Regions from separate parts of the Mus musculus genome. Here all the other regions are linked to region 1. A link is a contact called in public promoter capture Hi-C data. All regions are on one chromosome and are shown on one strand. The core of a region is the stretch at or near the end of the contact, and the rest is flanking DNA. Distances in the headings are between cores, read along the strand shown. Region 1 overlaps Snx30 (sorting nexin family member 30). Region 2 holds the start of Cdc26 (cell division cycle 26). Region 3 holds the start of Fkbp15 (FK506 binding protein 15).

What was found. Promoter capture Hi-C pulls out the DNA fragments that hold promoters and counts their contacts.
Region 2: a contact with region 1 is called in a promoter capture Hi-C map of hippocampal neurons, with 2.5 times the contacts expected there. The contact joins the promoter of Cdc26 here to the enhancer-like site in region 1. A contact is called at or near these places in 2 of 39 promoter capture datasets (hippocampal neurons and stem cell-derived epiblast-like cells).
Region 3: a contact with region 1 is called in a promoter capture Hi-C map of second pharyngeal arch cranial neural crest. The contact joins the promoter of Fkbp15 here to the enhancer-like site in region 1. A contact is called at or near these places in 5 of 39 promoter capture datasets (cranial neural crest, hippocampal neurons, liver and 1 more) and 1 of 115 datasets of contacts at active chromatin or transcription factors (large pre-B cells).

Annotation. Positions count from the first base shown.
Region 1 is chr4:59,817,749-59,820,911 of GRCm38.p6, reverse strand. The region is part of intron 1 of Snx30 (sorting nexin family member 30); the gene reads right to left. Among named protein-coding and RNA genes, the nearest start is that of Snx30, 14 kb to the right of the region's middle. Within about 2 kb of position 1,646, at least 109 of the 459 cell types and tissues checked have an H3K27ac peak or open chromatin away from gene starts, as enhancers often do. A contact at or near this core is called in hippocampal neurons, where this site is marked.
Region 2 is chr4:62,406,903-62,410,065 of GRCm38.p6, reverse strand. It overlaps Cdc26 (cell division cycle 26), which reads left to right and starts at 1,441. Exons shown (of 4, transcript NM_139291.4): 1 at 1,441-1,514. Prpf4 (pre-mRNA processing factor 4) reads right to left here and starts at 1,283. Exons shown (of 14, transcript NM_027297.3): 1 at 1,165-1,283; 2 at 314-491. The coding sequence starts at 1,191.
Region 3 is chr4:62,359,150-62,362,312 of GRCm38.p6, reverse strand. Fkbp15 (FK506 binding protein 15) reads left to right here and starts at 1,717. Exons shown (of 28, transcript NM_001045528.2): 1 at 1,717-1,943. The coding sequence starts at 1,891. It overlaps Slc31a1 (solute carrier family 31, member 1), which reads right to left and starts at 1,612. Exons shown (of 5, transcript NM_175090.4): 1 at 1,470-1,612.

The DNA.
Region 1 (3,163 bases), core at 397-2,896:
TACAGACGTGAAACACCTGTGCAACAAGTCTACACACTCAGGAATCTGTAGCTGCCAGTGGCTGGGAACAAGAGACTCAAGAATGCCTGCACATGGCACAGAGGTCTTCTGGGGACATGAAATTGTTCTGGAATCAGGTACAACCTCAAAATTATACTGAAAACTACTATGGTATACTTTCAAAAAGTTTATTTTTGTGGCCAGGCATTGGGCCATGTGTCCATAGTGCCAAATACCAGAAGAGCTGAAGCAACAGGATCACTTGGGCCTAAAAATTCAAGAAAAGCCTGGGCAACATGCAAAACTCTACCTAAAAACAAGTAAATCATAGACCTGGAGAGACGGCTCTGCGGCTAAGAGCACATCCAGGTCTTTCAGAAGACCTGGGTTCAGCACTGTTGATGTCTCACAACCACGGTAACTCCAGCTCCAGGGCACTCAGTGCCCTCTTCTGGTCTTCATGGGCACATGCATGAACGTGCTCATACCCCAACACAGACACAATCATATACATTTAAATATAAGTAAATCTTTTTTAAAAATGTTGGGCATGATGGTGTAAGCCTTTAATTTCAGTACTCACGGGAATTTGAGGATAACCTGGTCTACATAGTGAGATCCTGTCTCAATACATACATACATACATAGACACACACATACATACACACACACACACACACACACACAGCTGAATTCTATAGCATGAGAATATATAGTTCCTTAAAAATCATGTGCCTTAGAAAGCCTATACTTTTATTTCTGACCTATATGTCTCATCAAATTCTGCCATCAGCATCCCACTAGTCACCCACGCTGCTGGCAGATGCCCTCACTGTGATCCTTTACAATCCATCCAACTTCTAGACCCAGCTATTAAACTCCTCCGCAGCCGCAGACGATTGACCCAAGTTAAGCCAATCAGTGTCCCTCTCACTCTCAGGGCCCACTTGCCGCACATGACCCAAGCCAGGCAGCGTTGGCAGGTCCCAATTCACTCTGGCTGTAAAACGTGTGGGGTGCAAAGGCTGCCACGTTCCCACGTCTGAGATGGTGAGACCCGTCGTCAGTGGCATTCAGAGGTTCCAGCTGTGACTGTCAAGAGGCTCACCCACCCCCTCCCCTTCTGCTTGACTTAACAGGAGCTGTACTCCTATTATTAGCAAATAAAAGGCACACTCAGAGTCCAGTGAGAGGAGCCCCGTGGAACTGCACCACACACACACACACTCACCCCCACCTCCACCACCAACCATCTGCTCCCAGCTCTAGGGGCTTGATCAACAGGACTTAAAAACCACAAACCAGCCCCGCTCCTCCTGTTCCTTAGCACTTGGCTGGCCTCCCAACAGCTTCCTCCAATGGTCTGCCGCATCACCCACTGGCCTCTCCATGGCACTTCACCAATTGACACTTAGTGCCTGCACATTTACATTTTGGGCTCTGGGGGTGGGGGTGGGGGGCTGAGTTTCTTATTTCTGTCCGTTAGGAAATCACCTACTTCATCCTGAGTCAAAAACTCGCTCCTTTGGCAGAGGCACATCCTCTTAGTTACTCCCTGTGCATAAACTTCACGGTAAGGATAGCAGGTGCTGCCAGTACCCGACAGCACACCCACGTGCTGACCACTTTGGCACCCTCTGGTCTAACTACCAACCCAGCACCTGCGTTTCTCAGCCTGGCTGTTTCCCCAGCTCAACCTGCTCTGTCTCCCCTCTAGGCAGTTTGAAAAATACTGTTAATTAATGCCTAAACTCACCACCCAAACAGCCTTCAGCCAGTGGCTAATGATAGCTTCACCCCTTCCCTTGTAGAGGCCGCCAGTATGAGACAAAGGTCCAGCTATGCTCAGAAAGACTGCTCAGTCACACACTCTCCCTGTAGAGTTGAGCAGTACCTGTTTCACTTCTGAAATGTTCTTGATTTTTAGACAGGTTTCACTTTATAGCCCCGGCTGGCCTGGAATTCACTATGTAGACCAGACTGAGACTAACTCAGTCTCCAAGTGTTTCTCTGCACGAACGAACATGCCTCAAGTGCAAACTGTGCACTTGAAGGCCAAAAGAGGGTGTCAGATTCCTGGAACTGAAATTACAGACAGTTGTGAGCCGCCGTGTGGGTGCTCGGAACCAACCCTGGGTCTTCTGCAAGAGCAGCAAACTCCTAACTGCTGAGCCATCTCTGTAGCCGGAGTCCAGGCATTCTAGGAGGAGGTGGTTGCCTTTGCTTTGCATGGAATGTGTCGGAAGAGGAGGGCTCTCTGAGTCACCAGCTAACTCCATCTTTTAATTCTTTAGAAATCTCCATACTATTTGCTTCGTTTCCTTTTTTTTTTTTAAGCTCCACACAATTGTATTACAATTTTAAAAGAAAAACCTCCCGAACAGACAAGCTGTGAGACTCAGCGGAGCTGTTGAGAGGAGGAGGAGAAAGGAGCAGAGAAAAAAAAAAAAGAAAAAAGCCACTCCATTTACTCAGCCTGGAGGTCTGACACACGGTGGGGAGGGTGCCCGAGGGAAACTAAGACGCCCAAGGTATCGCAAAAGCATACTTAGCTTCTGGCCAGCGTCTGAAAGGAGACAGAAAAGAGAAAATTGGGCTTTGTGACCCAGGCCTCATCGAGGAGGGCAGGCCCAGCAGAAACACATGGTGTCTCGTAGGTGTCACCACCTTCCTGTGTCCTGTGGTGGCTTTGCTGACCTCCACTGACTCCACAGACACCCACCACGTGGTCTGCCCTACTCTCCTGCCTTCCATCTGAGTTAGCAGTGACGGATGCTGCTTCTCAACCTCATGTCCCTCCCCTCCTTTCATTTGTGTCCCCCTTTGTGGTACCAGGGAGAAAACCTAGGGCCTACCATGAGCTGCTGGGCCCTGAGCTGCAGCTCCAACATCTCTACCCGCCTCTATTTATGTATTATTGCTTATCTGTGACAAGGTATCATGTAACCCAGGCTGGCCTCAAACTATATATCTGAGGCTGCCTTTAACTTCTAATCTGCCTGACTCTACCTCCAGAGTGCTTGGATTACAGGGGTATGTCACCACACATGGTTTATGGGGTGCTGGGGGCTTGAACCCATGGCTTCCTGCATGTTAGACAAGCGTTCTACACTGAACGACAGCCTCAGCCCCATCTGCTTTATGTAATGAGGCCCAGCTCAGC
Region 2 (3,163 bases), core at 192-2,691, 2.6 Mb before region 1:
TGGCACCTGAACTAGCTCCCCAGACCAATAGAAGGTTTTGGCCTATAAACCTAATACTATGTGGTTTGGGAAGGTGTTCATCAGAATATTGAATCATCAAAAGTACATGGTGGCGACCAGGAAGGAGGCAGGAGGAGTTTGAGGTCAAAGGTAAGAGACTGTGGGGGGTGGGGGGAGATGGAAATGTATGGCTCAGTGGCAGAACAGTTGCCTAGCATGCAAAAAAAAAAAAAAAAAAACCCGGGTTGGATTCCCAGCACTGTTTAAAAAAGGGTGTGTGTGTGGGGGTAATGACCTGCAATTTGCATCTTACCGGATGTTATATTAATATTTCCTGCTTCAATGCCGGCTTTGAGTCCTTCTTTTCCCAAAATCCCAGACTCTCCTTTGGCCAGGCGTTCCCGCTCTTTCTCTTCCAAGCTTCCATAGTAGATGTGTGGTTTCTTCACAACGGGAGCAACTAAATCGTCAGGCGCTTTGGTTTTGGTTGTCTGTTAAATCAAAGACCCGGACTAAGGTTTAGTTCCAGCAAACCATGCTTCCCAAAAGAATGAAGCTAACGCTGCACTTTCATCTTCTTTCCTCTCAAAACTAGAGGAGAAAGTCGAAACTGACTTTGTGCGAGTTAAGGCTCTTGTTAAGTTTGGCACACAAATACGACCAATCAATTTCTGCCTGAAGTGTCTTGGTTGTTTTGGGGCCCGTTACTTTAATCGACTGGAAAAGCAATCTCCGGTTTTACGAAAATAACTTCTCACTGCTGGGCAGACACTAAAAACAACCTAAACAATCAGGGTGGCTCTAGGTGCACCAAGTCACGATGTGACTGGAATACACATTTCAAATACTTTCAGAGCCGATTACAAGTTGGGAAGCCTCATCATAGTAAGTACGAGTCGGACAGCTTAAGTCAGGACACAACCCGATTCCAAAGCACCGTGTTTTGGAGCAGCCAGAAAGAGTGGTCTCTGCTCAGGACTTAAGTAAGAGCAGTGCAAAGAGAGCTGCAGCACACGAAGACATCAGGAAAAGGCTACTAAGGTCCACACTAGGGTCCCTCAGCTTTCCTCCTCCTCGGCCCAGACCCGTAAGGTAACGGCCCTTTCCCACGGGAACCCCCGGCCTCTCTAGGGCAGGCCTGAGCTTAGATCCAGAGCTCCGTACCGTGGAGGAGGCTCGTGAGGAGGCCATGCCGGGCGGCGGAGACGCGAGGCCCTAGCCAAATCCGCGTTCTACTTTTCAGACCGGGAACCGCGCGCCTAGCAAAGTGGAAGTGCGTCACTGGCCGGAAACGTATCAGAAACGTACTACGTGCGAAGTATCTTGGGAATGGTAGTTGCCAAAGGTCGGCTGGAGTCGAGGGGCGTGGCCTTACAGAGCTACACAACCTCGCGGGAGAAGAGGAGCATGGGAAGAGAGGCGCAGAGCAGCCTGGGAGGTGTAGTTTGGGCTGCGCAGCAATGGAGTCATGGTGGGAGTTGAGGTTCTGGGGAACTGCAGAGGCCTGAAAAGAGGTAGGTTTGCGGATCGCAACCATAATCTGGAACAAAACGAGGGTCTCTGTTATCCTTCGGGAGGCCTTCCGCCATTTCGAAGCTGAGGCCTGTGTTGCCATGGAAATCTCTCCCTAGACTTCTGCAGCCTTGGAGCTGGGAAAGAGGACTGTTGTCCACGACGGAAGTCCTTCGGGGGCCCCTCGTAACTCGGTGGCTACGTAATCAGTTTGGGCTTCAAGAAGATATTAAACTCTAAGACCTTCTAAGGCTAAAATAGAGATGTGGTGGAGGAGCTGCGGCCTAGTTTGTTGTGGGTTTACTTGTCTACAGCCTATTCTTTGTCTGTGTTCTTTGAAATAAAGGGTCCATGAAGGCTCCAGATAAAGAGCATATCAGCAGTAGTAGCTCCAATGAATGTTAGGCCATCAGAGATAAGGTTTTTTTTAAAAAAAAAATCCTTACATGAAAGTTGTGGGGGTTACAAAAATATGCGCGTTTGCCGAGCTGAACAGACTCACTTCCACACTCAAGGCCCTGCCCCGAACAACTCCAATTAGAAGAGCACTTCCTTTTCGAGGACTTACTAATGCCGAGTTACGCGCAACGAGCTTATTCTGTTTTAGTCATCTCAGTCACGGACAAGAGTACAAGCCCGAAAAAAACCAAAAAACATTCTGGTGAGAAAAGGTCGTTCTGGAGCCGTAGTAGTAGAATTAGTAACGTGGCAGGTCGCGAGCCGCCGAGCCGCGCTTTTAACTCGTACTCATTATTGCTCTCTAGTGGTGAGGCTTTCAGAAAGTTCCCTCGCAAGTAGGGAATTATTGTTGTTGTTGTTGTTTTTCTAAGTGTTTCTTCCTTTCCCCCTTGGAGCTGACTTCCATTTCTCTACGTAAGGATCTGGTAGAAAGTAGTATCTGATAGAATAAAGCAGTTTTGAAATGTCACGGGCCAGTGTTTTGATTAGATCACCCCTTGCTGTGCTAAGCCTCCTGAGAGAAGTGTAAATGTTTCCTATACATTGTAGTGTTTTGTTTCGTTCTGGATGCACGCAATAATAATTTCTATGAATGCACACTATAGCAAAACTTTCATGTAGATCACTATCATTTAGCTTTTTATTTTAGTGGTCTAAGTGTAACTTTGTTTTTTTTTTTTTTTTTAAATTATTTATTATATGTAAGTACACTAGCTGTCTTCAGACACTCCAGAAGAGGGCGCCAGATCTTGTTACGGATGGTTGTGAGCCACCATGTGGTTGCTGGGAATTGAACTCAGGACCTCTGGAAGAGCAGTCAATGCTCTTAACCACTGAGCCATCTCTCCAGCCCCTATGTGTAACTTTTATAGAATGCTGATTTAGCTTTTTTTTTGTTTTGTTTTGTTTTTTGTTTTTCTTTTTTTTGCTCAGGCCCCGCTCTCCCTGCTTGCTCCAGCCCAAAGATTTATTTATTTATTATATGTAAGTACACTGTAGCTGTCTTCAGACACACCAGAAGAGGGTGTCAGATCTCATTACGGATGGTTGTGAGCCACTATGTGGTTGCTGGATTTGAACTCAGGATATCTGGAAGAGCAATCAGTGCTCATAACTGCTGAGCCATCTCTCCAGCCCACATTTTTTGTTTTTCAAGAAGGGTTTCTCTGTGTAGCCCTGGCTGTCCTGGAAC
Region 3 (3,163 bases), core at 468-2,967, 2.5 Mb before region 1:
AAGTTAAACAGAGCTACTGCTACAGGCTCCAGTCCTACCACCCAGATTCCAGTGTATCACTGCTTTACCAGTCAGATTTCACTGTTCTAACCATCTTAATCTGTAAAATAAACACAGGAAGCAGGCCAGCAGCCTTATCCTCAGATAAACAGGAATAATTTACTCACAAAAATTGTAAGTAACATATAATATTTCTAACTACACTATTTCCCCTTCCCCCTCCCCTGGAGTTTTAGACAATAGTACAGTCACCTTCAATGAACAAAAGAGACCAAGCAACCCAGACAGTTCACAGCCAGTACAGCATTTTTATCTTTCTGGAAGCTACCTATAAAAGACAAGAGCCACTGCTTGGCTCTTTGGGTCGCACGGGGGAAAAAAAAAACCGAGAGTAAATTAAGGAACAAGGGAACAAAGCTAAGTTATATTATTCAATCTAATAAAAAATTAATGAGAATCCACTGTGGGCAAGAAGACTTACAAGTTAGTAGTTCAAAAACTGTAATAAAAAGCCCCACAGGGGAAGTGCCAAGAGGTACAAAGTTCTCTGGGAGAGAGCTTCCAATCTCTTTAGTATCATCAGAAGAGACTAAAACATTCCGGAAAGGGACACTTACAGGATCAACCTGACTGGGAAGAAAACCAGAAAGAACTCCAATGAGAACTGTGGAAATGGACACTGGGACACACTATCTGCTTAGCCACAGCGTGGCTAAGCAAGATCGTTCAAAAAAAAAAAAAAAAAAACCCAAAAACAAAAACAAAACAGGCTAACCAAAGAAATATAGAAGAAAGACATGCAACAGAGTGGGCGAAAACTGGAGGCAGAAAAGTCAGCGACAACCAATGTTGACTTAAAACCTTGGCAACAAAACTCAGCTCAGCAAAACTGGATTGAGGACTTTCTACCTTCAAAGTCTCGTCCATCATCCACCCTCCCGAATATCCCAGCTCTTCTGGACCTCTCTTATCTGGACTTTAGAAACAGGGTCCTTTCCCAAGTCCTATGCCACACAGTCTAGTTAAGGGCCAGGCTTCCTCACTCATCAGCTCTCTAAACCCTGATACAAAGGACCAGGTCTGCTCTTCACTCTGTGTGACCTCGGACTAGTCACCCAAGTGGCTAGTTCTTCTGTCTTCTTGCCTGCAGATCAGTTTATTACGAAGAGACCCGGATCAGACTCGATGATTTCAGAGATTTAAAACCTTGAAAAAGCGCATATGGAGACACTGGACACGCGGTCCTTTGCGTAGATGGGGAAACTGAGGCACCGAGCACCCTGCCCTAAGGTCATAACAGCAATGTCGCTGTAAGATCCCTGCCACTGTTCGGCTCAGATCCCATGACTTCTAGTCCGGGGCTCTTTCTCCTTCCGCCCAGCTTAAGGGAGCTGCGGGGGGTCCAGGGTTCGGGAGGGAAAAGGACAGCGAACACGCCGGGTTTGGGAAAAGGAGGGGAGTGACCTTACCTTCACAGGGTAAGCCCCGCCGCCTTAGTCTTCCTCTCAGAACTGGATCCCCTAGTCCGGTACGGACTTCTACCAAGCCCCCGCCACTACTGCCCGGCTCGACGTGTCCCACGACCGCAGTAAAGGCCGCGGATTCCCGCCCTGGACCCGCCCCCTGGGTGATCCCACCAATCACCGCTCAGAACCTAGGAACTCCACCTCCTCGGAGGGCTGGTGAGGCCTTGCGTCACTGGGAGCTCACCTCCTCATTTGCCTTTGCTCCACCTCCTCCACCGCTGGGTCTCCTCTGGGCCTCACTACCCTGAGAGAGTTTGTCCTGCCGGAAAGCAGCTCGCCGCCACGGCGTTTTACGTTACCGGCGGTGACAGGCCCTGGGAACATCCAACTTCCTCCTCCCTTCAGCTGGGCGAAAGCCGACGTGATGTTCGGTGCCGGAGACGAGGATGACACCGACTTCCTCTCGCCAAGCGGCGGGTGAGTGATTGAGGAACGGGACCCGAGCGCTGGGCTGAGAGACTGGCGCGGTGGCTGCAGGGGTCGGGCTCTTCTCAGGCCGCTTCCCAACTTCCGGGTCTAGACAGACCCTCGGCGCGTTCCACCGCTCAGCCTTCGCATTCTGAGTAGCGGTGTCACCTCGGCCCGTCTGGGTTCAGGAACTGGAACCTCCCTTGACACCCTTTTGCTTTGTGAATCACACTTTCTCCAGTGAAATGGAGAGGATTGCTGGGGAGACTGCTTGCCTCGGAGTTTATATAGGAGTCAGCTCCTATAATAAATATACGAGCTGTAAACTCAAGAGACTTTCTCTTCCCCGAGAACAGGATGGTGACACTTTGAACCAGGACCTGGTGGGCCATCTCTGGCATCCTTCAAAGCCTACTTCAGAGGTTACCTTTTTGGTGATTCTTTGCTTTCACAGTCCCGGGAGGAATAGTCTGCTTCATCTTCCATATTTCCACAAGCCTTAGCACATGGAACCTACTGAAATCTAAGCCCTGACTGAACTGCTTATGGTTGCTCATTTCTGTCTAGGTCTCAGAACAGTAACTCCTGGTGCACATTGATTGCTCACGAAGTGCCTGCGAAATTATGCTTTTTAAGCCCTAAGGTGTAACGCCAATGGGAAAGACTATTCGTTTTCTTCTGCTTTCAAACATCATATATGCCATCTTGGGAGAGAAGTCTTTAACGGCAGGCTAGATCCACCCCACCCCCCCCCTTTAATAATTAGCTCAGTGTTTTCCCTTGCGTTGTCCTAGTGGACCTCATGTCTCCCTTCAGACTTGTTAACTGCAAAGCTCACATCTTTGCACAGCCCTTCTTTGAACGCCTGCTTTACAAGTTTTGTGCATAGTGATGAACCTACTTAAGAATGACTGACACATCATCCTACCAATAATGATTAGTCTCCTAGAATACTGGGCAGTCAATACAGGAGTGACCATAAGATGACTGGCTTTCTTTTGATTGTGTGTGTGTGTGTGAGAGAGAGATGTATGCATGTATGCATGTTGTGAACATCTTTGTTGAGGACAGAGGTTCAGTATCAGGGGTCCTTCTCTGTACACTTCCACTTTAGTTTTTGAGACAAGTTTTCTCACTGAACCTGAGTTTTCCATTTTGACTAGACTGGTTGTCCAGCAAGCTCCCAGTATCCATCCATCACCACACTTGTCTTTTTTTTTTTTTTTTTT